Linked DNA regions of Hordeum vulgare: region 1 is linked to region 2. Evidence: chromatin contacts called from public Hi-C data. All regions are on one chromosome and are shown on one strand. The core of a region is the stretch at or near the end of the contact, and the rest is flanking DNA. Distances in the headings are between cores, read along the strand shown. Region 1 has its middle 66 kb from the start of LOC123398970. Region 2 holds the start of LOC123434168 (aquaporin NIP3-1).

What was found. A called contact is a pair of places that touch in the nucleus more often than the background predicts.
Region 1: a Hi-C map of leaf shows a contact between it and region 2, with 5 times the contacts expected there. The contact joins the enhancer-like site here to the promoter of LOC123434168 in region 2. A contact is called at or near these places in 2 of 6 Hi-C or Micro-C datasets (leaf and seedling).

What each region holds. Positions count from the first base shown.
Region 1 is chr1H:329,928,333-329,933,315 of MorexV3_pseudomolecules_assembly, reverse strand. No RefSeq gene overlaps it. Among protein-coding and RNA genes, the nearest start is that of LOC123398970, 66 kb to the right of the region's middle. Within about 2 kb of position 1,390, at least 1 of the 3 cell types and tissues checked has open chromatin away from gene starts, as enhancers often do. A contact at or near this core is called in leaf, where this site is marked.
Region 2 is chr1H:329,636,810-329,641,980 of MorexV3_pseudomolecules_assembly, reverse strand. It overlaps LOC123434168 (aquaporin NIP3-1), which reads right to left and starts at 1,875. Exons shown (of 4, transcript XM_045115496.1): 1 at 954-1,875. The coding sequence starts at 1,178.

The DNA of each region.
Region 1 (4,983 bases), core at 141-2,640, 290 kb before region 2:
TATTAAAGATGCTCTTAAGATGTTCTAGTTGATTACTGCGGTCACTCTAAACAAAGACGTCGTGAATTCTAGTCACGCCGAATGCACTCTCTTTTGAAGTTTAACAGAAATCGTCGTTTGCACTCTATTTTGAAGTTTAATAGAAAATCAAAGGCGTCATATAGTGCAAATCCTCTTTGGCGCGACACGCACCCGTTATAGTGCAATTTGGGCCGACAAATCTTGACTTTTTTTTCTGATATAAAGACACAAAAATGAGCAGCGGTGCGAGGTATCGAACTCTAGATCAAGTTAATAGGCAGTAACCACCGCGCTACCTCGCCTCACCTGATGAGTAACATTGGTTTGCATCTTTTATTATTTACTTTTTTCTTTTCTGTTTTTCATTTTTGTTTTTGCGTTTTTCATTTCTTTTTTAATTTTTCTTCTTCCAGTCACGATGATTGTCTTTTTTTATAATTTGTGAACTTTTTCTTCAAATTGATGAACGTTTTTCAAAGTAGTTGAATTTTTTTCATATTTAATTTATTTTTTGAAAAATTGATGAACTTTTTCCCCCAAATTAACTAATCTTTTTTTCAAATTGGATGAACTATTTTACAAACAGACGAACTTTTTTAAATGTGTTGTATTTTTTAAATTTATGATCTTTTTTCTAATTTCTATGACCTTTTTGCAAAATTGATGAGAGTTGTTTCAAATCTATGATTTTTTTTCAAATTTTATGAACAAAAATCATGAACCTTTTTCAGGTTTTTAAACTTTTCTCCAAAATGATGAACTTTTTTCAAAAATCCATAAACTTTTTTTAAGAACGAAGAAATTTTATTCAATATCGATGAACTTTAATTGATAATTGATGATTTTTTCCAAAATTGATGAACTTTTTTCAAAATTGATTTTTTTCAAAGAACGAAGAACTTTTATTCAAAATTGATGAACTTATTATTGAAAACAGATGTAGTATTTTTATAACTTATGAACCTTTTTATAAATTGAATGTATCTTTGCAAAACGATGAACTTTTTTCAAAATTGATGAACTTTTTCAACTTTGAACCTTTTTGAAATCGTTGAATTTTTTTAACTCATGAAAATTATTTGAATTATTGGTTTTTTGGGTTATGTAAACTTTCAAATTTTCTTCAATTTTTTTAAAATCACAATTTTCTACTTTATATATGCAATAAATTGTGTGGCTATACTTACTTCTTAAATAGTGTGCGCCCTAATGATTTACTAAAGGCTGTTTGGTCTAGTGGTTGGGCAACTCACGAGAGCCGATTTTTGCGTTATTAATGATTTTTCACGGTGCTGCGTTTAGTGGAATGGGCCAGCTTCAAAATTGGCCCAACAAAGTAACCGTGCAGGCGCCAAGTTGGATAAGGGTTCGCATCATATGGGCTTTGGGTCTTAACATGTCCGTGATCATAGAAATCAAAGGAAAAAACAGGCCCACACATGAACGAGGAATTAATTATAGACGGGTATAACAGTTTCTTTTTAGTCCTTACCTAATACTAAAGCGGCTACTCCTTCTGTCCGTTCACCGTCGTGGTAGTTTCGCAAAACATTCCCTATGTTTACGAGAAATCAACCAGCAGTCCCGTCATAAGTCAGCCCCGAACCGGTACACAGGAGAGAAAAAACATCGCCCAACACGACCATTCCTCCTCGATCCCATCTTGACCTCCATCCCGCCGCCACCTCGTGCCCCGTGTCGCCGGCCCCACACCGCGTCGACCGGGACCGCGTCCTTCCCCAAACGACGGCGATGATGGAGGACGTCGCCCAGGTCATCTCCACCTCCATCCCGCCACCACCTCCTCCCCCGTGCCGCCTGCCCCACACCGCATCGACCGGGACCACGTCTTTCCCCAAACGACGGCGATGATGGAGGGCGCTGCCCAGCTCCTGACCGACGGATTCACCGGTTCCATGCTCCTCGGGGACAACCCCTCCCCCGTGACGGGTCGCGCATCATCTTGGAAGCCCATTGGGGCTATCGCCGGTGCTAGAGTCCTGCGCGGCCTTGTGGGCGGGGGACAGAGCGGCGGGGTCCATGGTCCGATGTCGATGTGGTGCTACGCCGACCATCCTGGTGTGGCGTTGATGGATCTGGCGATGGGTGCGGCGTTTTGCTCGGTGGTGACGACATCCTCTTAATCTAGAGAAAGAGAGAGATACACGGTGTGAGGGGGATAGGAAAGATGCTGGAATTCTATCTACTTTTGGGCCATCCCAATATATCATTTCAGAAATTCCTAATAAATCCTAGAGGCCCACGCAACCCATTTGTGCAAGGCAAGAGGTGGAAAAGTTTAGTCCCACATTGCTAGTTTAGTGGATGTTGAACCTCCTTATAAGGGAGGATGTTTCCAAACATGTATGAGCATGAGAACAAGAGAGACATACACGCGCGCTCCTCCTCTTCCGCCACCCACCTCGCCTCGTCACGACGTGTCGCGGGTTGCGGGAATGAATTCCGAGCCGAACTAATTTTTTGCCACGCACGACTGGTATACGAAAGGTCACTCGAAAGTTGAACGTTTTTTTGCTGTAGTAGACATTGAACACAAACGCTGCACCCTTTGGCTGTTGTCTGTTCGTTTCATCTCCATCGTTCTCTCCAGCTCCCGTCACTGGCCTCTTGCCTCCTTCTCGTGCGCCTATAAGATAGAGGTCGCTCCTCTCTCGAGAGACGCATCAGAACTTCCTCTTGCCACCGGTTCCAAACTCTGTGCTGCTGCTACGTTCTTCCCTATCCCGGTTTGCAGCGTGCACTGTAGGTAAGGACAATAGATCTCCGAAACCCCGTCTCTTTGGATCCTGTACGGGAGAAGGGCGATAAGGTTTTTGGGGAGCTCTCAGCGCGACTACTGGCTTTCATCACGGACACAGACGATCACTTCCCGGACGACGACTTCTTCCCCGACGTGGACCACCTCTTCGGCATCATGGCCAACGACAACGCCAACACCAACTCCACTGTTGCTGCTACTGCAACTCAGTACGTGTTTGTGTTCCTTTTGTTTGAGTTCCTACCGCAACTTTTTGTTGTAGTCTCTTTTCTAGATATGTTCTGTTCCCGCTCATCTTGTCATATGCTTATTGCATACTCTCTCTATTATCACATGCTTTATCTTATAATTGCTATGGTAGTTGTGATTTATCTATTATTTCTGCTAGTAAAATCACTTGGTAAATCACTCATATTTCCAACAATCCAAAAACCTTATTATATGCAATTTACTCCGAGTGGTTTTGCTGCTTCCATGAGACCTCTTATATTTGAGGGTATCCACTATAAGAGGTGGCGAGTGAGAGTCGTTCTATGGTTTCAAACCATGAGCTGCTTTGATGCCACACTTGGCAAACCTGAAGGAGATTATGATACTCAACAGGAACAAGCTTTCCAGAAAATGGATACCTTGTTTAAGGCTGCTCTCTTGAGTGTTCTTGGTGAGAACATAGTTGATGCGTATGCGTCAATTGATAATGGAAAAGATATGTGGGATGCACTCGAGGCCAAGTTTGGGGTGTCGGATGCTGGCACTGAGCTGTACATCATGGACAAATTCTATAACTAGAGGATGACTGAAGAGCGCTCCATGGTTGAGCAAGCTCACGAGATACAGTCATTTGCTAGAGAACTTGAGCACTTCAATTGTATGCTACCAGACAAGTTTGTTGCCGGAGGCATCATCAATAAACTTCCTCCTTCGTGGAGGAACTTTGCTACCTTACTCAAGCATAAGAGGCAGGAGTTTTCCGTTCCGGATCTCATTGGTACTCTTGATGTGGAAGAAAAGGCGAGAACAAAAGACACACATGCTCGAGGTATTGAGGGAGGATCTAGTGCCAATCTGGTACACAAGAAACACTTCCAACCCCACAATTTCAAGAACAAAGGGCAAGTTTGATGGTTAAGCAAAGTTCGATGGGAAGAAGAAGGTTGTACATCACACCAACTTCAAGAAGAAGAATGACAAGAAGAAAGGTGTTGGTCATGTGTGTGGAGATCCTGATCATTGGCCACCTAACTGCCCTAACCATTATGACAAGCGTCAACATGGGAAAGGTGGCAAGACCTCTAATGTTGTCATTGGTGACACTAACGTGAATGATGTTGGGTATGGTATATTTCCCACTATTCTTTCAGTTTGTCATTTCCCCGATTGGTTGATTGACATGGGTGCTGATGTGCATGTATGCGGTAATATTTCCATGTTTTCGTCTTATCAGACCACAGGGACTTCCACCGTGCTGATGGGCAACAATTCAAGTACTTCTATTCGTGGTGTTGGCACGGTCTATCTAAAGTTTACTTTTGGAAAGGTCGTGCGGCTGAAGAACGTGCATTATGTCCCCGCCGTCAATAAAAATCTTGTTAGTGGATCTCTTCTGTGTAGAGTGCCGATGGGCAACAGTTCAAGTACTTCTGTTCGTGGTGTTGGCACAGTCTATCTGAAGTTTACTTCTGGAAAGGTCGTGCAGCTGAAGAACGTGCATTATGTCCCCACCGTCAATAAAAATCTTGTTAGCGGATCTCTTCTATGTAGAGATGGCTACAAGCTTGTATTTTAGTCGAATAAATTTGTAATATCCAAGTATGGAACTTTTATTGGTAAAGGCTATGAGCCAGGAGGCCTGTTCCGTTTATCCTTGTCAGATGTTTGCAATAAAGTTGTTAATCATGTTTGCAACAATAGTGAATCAAATGTATGGCATTCGCGTCTCTGTCATGTTAATTTTGGTTGCATGTCGCGACTAGCCAAATTGAACTTAATCCCTAGTTTTACCAATGTCAAGGGATCTAAGTGTCAAGTTTGTGTGCAAGCCAAACAACCTCGTAAGTCTCACAAGACTGCCAAAACAAGAAATCTTGCACCACTAGAGCTCATACATTCAGATCTATGTGAAATGAATGGTATTTTGACAAAAGGTGGAAAGAAATATTTCCTGACATTAATTGTTGACTCCA
Region 2 (5,171 bases), core at 626-3,125:
TTGTATAACTGGTGCATTCCGAAGGTGATGTTTTGGCTCACAAGTGTACACAATTATGAAATATATATAAAAAACACATTTCAAAATGTTAAAAATTTACAAACAATAATTTTGTGTGTACATCCAGGCATTACATGTTCGCACAAAAATAAATGACAAAGAAAGAATTTTTTTATGGCATGTATAAAAGATTAAAAAAATGTCTCATGAATAATGGTAAAAAAACGTTACATGCATCGAAAATTGTCTTTTTCACACAACCCATAGAATTCGGACATTTAATGTCCTGATGTACACGTTGGATTTTTTCTCATTTCTTTAACAAATTAAAATGTGTATTTAGAAAATGGGTGTATCTACACCTCTAAGCAAGCCAAAGTGAATTTCTCGTGCATTCCTGATCTCAGCAAATTATTCCGCCTAGACTTTACTAGAGAGGTGGCTATGCGGGTTGTGAGGGAATATTATTACAATACTACTTTGAACCGTTGCTGGTTGGGTGATGCGTTTGGGTTTGTGGACTGAACGCTGAATGGTACGTCGTCACGGAGTCTACAAGCATGTCTCTCGACCAGGGGCCGTGGCCTGTAGGGCGGGCACCGCCGAGCCAGGCCAAAAATTCGTGCGGCTGACCTGCGTACGCATGATGCGTATTTCCCACCTTTTTTCTCCACTGGTCATCAGTGCTTAAGCTCACTATTTTCGCGCCATCTCCACTGAATTTCTAAACAAAACGACGTGCAGGGCTCTAAGAAGAAAAGATTCCTAAAAGCATGTTCACGAGTCATGACTTCGTAGAGCCAGACACGAACTTTTGTAGCGTTGCGGTACACCAACAGAAGAGTAAAAGAAAGCCTAGCAGGGCCAACAGAAGAGTAAAAAAAAAAAAAACAAGACGTTTGCAGAGAGACGAGGCCGAATATGGGCGTGGCAATGTGTGCACGTGCATGTACCTTGCGGGGGAGCGAGACGTCCGGCGAGGGGATCTCCACGACGCAGGCGTTGGGCGACATCCACGCCTCCACCGGCAGGCACCTGCACCGCGGCATCGACTTGCGCTCGTACGACAGCGAGTCCACCCGCGGCCCCGCGAACAGCGGCGCCGGCGTCCCCGGCGTCGCCGGCGCCGACGGGTTCGGCGTCTCCGCCCCAGCCCCAGCACCAGCCGCCGCCTCCATCACACCACTCTGGACTCTGCTAAACCACCAACCCTTCTTCTCCCACTCTTTTTTTGGAGACGATCGAATGCGGCGGTGGAACGGAAATAGGAGGCTCACGAACTACATGATTTGACGGTTTTTGCTGGCATGATGATGCTACGGCGACGGGCGGATTATCTCCAGCAGGATCACAGGACCGCGACTGATGGCTACGACTAGCGATGCATGATTGGAGCTTCTGTCAACTTTCTTTTTTGTTGGTTTTTTTGGCTGGGTGGCAAGCGGGCAGATTTACATGATCCGGAGGCTTTTCTAGATTTTCCGCTAAGGACTCGGTGCGGGTGAGTCCAGCCTACTAGATATGCAGCCCTGCAGCCTTTTGAAACTAACTGGCTAGGAGGGAAGTGACTGATTTTTTTTTTGTGGTTTTCTTTCTGGGTTGGATCTGGGCCGATGCTGGAGGTGGCGTGCTCTACATGATTCGTAGGTTTTTTCTCAGGGTTTGGCTAAGGAATCGGAAGCGGAATGGTGCCCAGCTCTATCTCAAGAACAGGATTGTTCACTCTGGGATTGGAGCTGAGGAAGAATTAGAGCGCATTCGGGTTGCAGGAACAAGAACGGGAAGTGGGAATGCAGGTGGTGTCAATGGCGGTCGAAGGCGAGGAGGAAGGAGCAGCGGGATGGGAGGGATGGAGTGGGTGTCGACGGAGCTGTCTATATAGCAAGCCCAGCTGGGGGAGCACATGAGGCCACGGATCGAGGTCAATGGCTTCCTCCACTTCTCGAGGCATCTTTCTCTCCCAACGCCAACTGCTCTTCAATAATGCACGCCGGCTAACCACAGGACATGGAGGGCATCGAGATCGCGTCATCAGGAAAACCCTGGATTAAACCAGTGATGATCGTAGCATTAGTTCAAGACAAGCAGAACAAATAGTGGAGTGGAGCGGGCGCTTCATCAGATAGTAACTTTAAGCGAGATAAATGCCAAACTAAAGAGAATATCTTAGCTAAGTTTCTGAAGCTGTCGTTCTTCATCGATCAAACAATGCGGCGTTAAGCCGACACGAAAAGAGTCGTTTCAATCAACGTACTGGCATTTTGCTCTGTTATTGTGCTGGCGCGACATTGATCATTGCTCATTGTTTAATCAGAACCCCGGTCAAATGGAGCTCTTGTTAAATTATTGCATGATATCACCCGGTGTTTGGAACCATGCGTGTGCAGTTTGATCGAGGAAAGAGTACAATATGATATCACTCGGTGTCGGCCATGTATGCACGGGGACGCGCGATCAGGTGATCTTTCACTCTTCTGATTTCTGAACCCGAAGATTCCTTCCTGATCATACTATACACTCGATGACTTAGAGAAACCCAAACGGGAGGACTCATTTCGTCCGTATAGGTCGATACAGATAACAGTGATGGCGCAACGTAAAGACTCATTTCCATTTTACGCTCGCTTTGTGTACACGCGGATTCATTTCTGACGTAAATTTGAGTTACATTTGGGTCGCTAACAAACACAAAGCGGACATTTTCTGTGCCTACGTTGTCCGTATGTATCCGGCCTGACCCACTTGTCACATAGTCAACCAGCCATCTTTGCTTATTTATTTTAATTTGGTGGCCCACCCTCACACATCTCTCTTCTATTATTTTACTGTCATAATGCTGCTGCTCACTTGCTTATCGTTGAATGCATGTGATGATTCATTTAAAAAAACGGACACGAACAAGCCGACGGATGATCCATTGTCCACTTGCCGTTGTCCGTTTGGATTTGAAGTTGCCCACTTGCCCTTAGCACATCGAGCCCATTGTCCTTGACTTTTAGATGCTTTGAGAGCTGATGCAGTTATTAGCACTTAAGTAGAGTAGAAGTCCATCGTCTCGGTCAGTGCCGTCATGTCCTGCACCTGCAGCACTGAGAATTAAGACCTCAATCATGTCATGTCCACAAGTTAAAATTAATCATGTCATGCGCTGTGTTGGTTTTGCAGCACGACTGTACACGTGTTCATGCTGGATTACTAGTAGCATATGTGGTTTTGGCAGAACCACGGATGTCACCTACCTCCACAATCTCCACTTGTTCAAGCAGGTGTTTGGTTACCTTGTTAATCATGCTCTGACTATAGAAGGGCCAGAAATAGCATTATGAAATGAATGGACAAATGGCCATGTACACATTAACTTCTTGACAGTGGCATCAACACTCCACATCCGTTCCATGTGGATAATGTGATTAACCCGTTGAGATCAACGAATCCAGTGATGGGAGCTTGAATCCGTTGCAATGAATGATGACTGACGAATACAGGGAGACCGATGAACGGCCGAAACAAACCTCCCCGGTTTGATATCTGAACAACAGAGAGTGTGCAGCAAACTGTACACCAACCGGTGTCCTTCTCGACCGGACAGCTTGCATGAGTGCTACCCCAAACATTAATTTCTGCGCGACGATATCACCAATCATTCTGTGGCTAATTAATCACAAATGCCTCTTCCTAAAATGCTCAGCGGGCCACGTCAAGCGATGCCCCGATTAGACAAAGCGGCTTTTCTCTGAAGAACATAACCTAGGTTAATTAGCTTAGCTGCTGACACCGCGATTAAAAGATTGTGCTTGCACCGTGGACCGACAATTGTCCGCGGAATAAAGTTTTATGCTGCAGATCTCACGATCCCGCCGGTGTATAGTTTCGCCCACTAACCCACGCGCGCTTTACGCTTCGGGAATAGTTCAGTGTGCAGAAGCATCTGAAGCAAAAAGCGCAGCGCCCTTGAAGGAAATCAGATGGGCCGCAGCTGCAGCGGTGATGGAGCATTACATTCTTGTGCACGCTCGGCTCAGTTTCCTGACGCAAATGGCCACGGTATGGTCGGCAGCACACGTTTCAGACGATGCCTTCCTTCACTAGCTACTGCTCACTCACACTCGACGCCCTAGGGCGGGACGGTACTGGCGGAATGCCGTGCGCCCGGCGCGGAATTACCCGGGCAGCGGATAAACAGACGGATTCGCATGTCATCTCACGGCGAGGGGCAAGCAAAACCTCTCGCACGCCGCTGCTTTTCCCGTCGTTTCGTGCTCTAGTCAAGGGGCTAGCTAGCGGGAGCTGAGAGGGCAAGTCGTAGCTTAGCTCCTAGTAGCGCCTTTGTGTGACCTGCACTACACGGATGGATGGATCAATCCATGGGCGTGATGACAGTGGACCAACTGTTCCTACAGTAAGCTATCTATATGGCTGCTTTTGCTCTGAACCATTGGTTGGTTCAGTCTGAATAAGCCCCTCGCTGAAACAGCACGACGAACCCGCCGCTGCTCTAGTCATTCATTCGACGCCTGATGGAGCACTGCTTCCGCGACGACATAGAATTCCCGACGGAGCATTGCAGACTAGACAGCAATCACTTGATATATTTTTTTAATTGCCAGTGTGGATTGACCAAGATACAGTCTCCAGACGTGATCATTCTTAGGGCGTGTTTGGCAGCCTTCTGGCTGCAGTGTATCGATCAATGCATGTAGGAGTAGCCTTGATCGTCAGAGAAAAAAGCGAAAGCACTAGATCCATGTGTAAGCGTTGCTTTTGCTTTTCCATGGAAATTGAAATGGTCCGTCAGCCATGAGATGGGGCCGCACGCGAAGAAATAGCTGCTCCCACGCCTGCAGCTACCTGGATCATCATTTCCCCTGCTGAACTTGCCCTGCAACCAGACCCTGGCTGAAAGTAGCAGTGCTGCCAAAGTCCACTCAGGCCTTGGACTGCAGCACCAAGGGCCCCTCGGTGGCACCCCTGAGAACGAAATGTGCGGCGAGGAATGGCTCACTCCGATGCCAATCGATCGCGCACACCATCACGCCTGGTTTCTTTCTGCTCGATCTCATCTCTGGTTCGTAGCATGTACTGTATGTATAATAACGGATGTATAAAAGGCCGAGATCTGCAGCTGCATGCCAAATTGCCAATGTCCTCGTCATTTCATCATTCACTCCGCT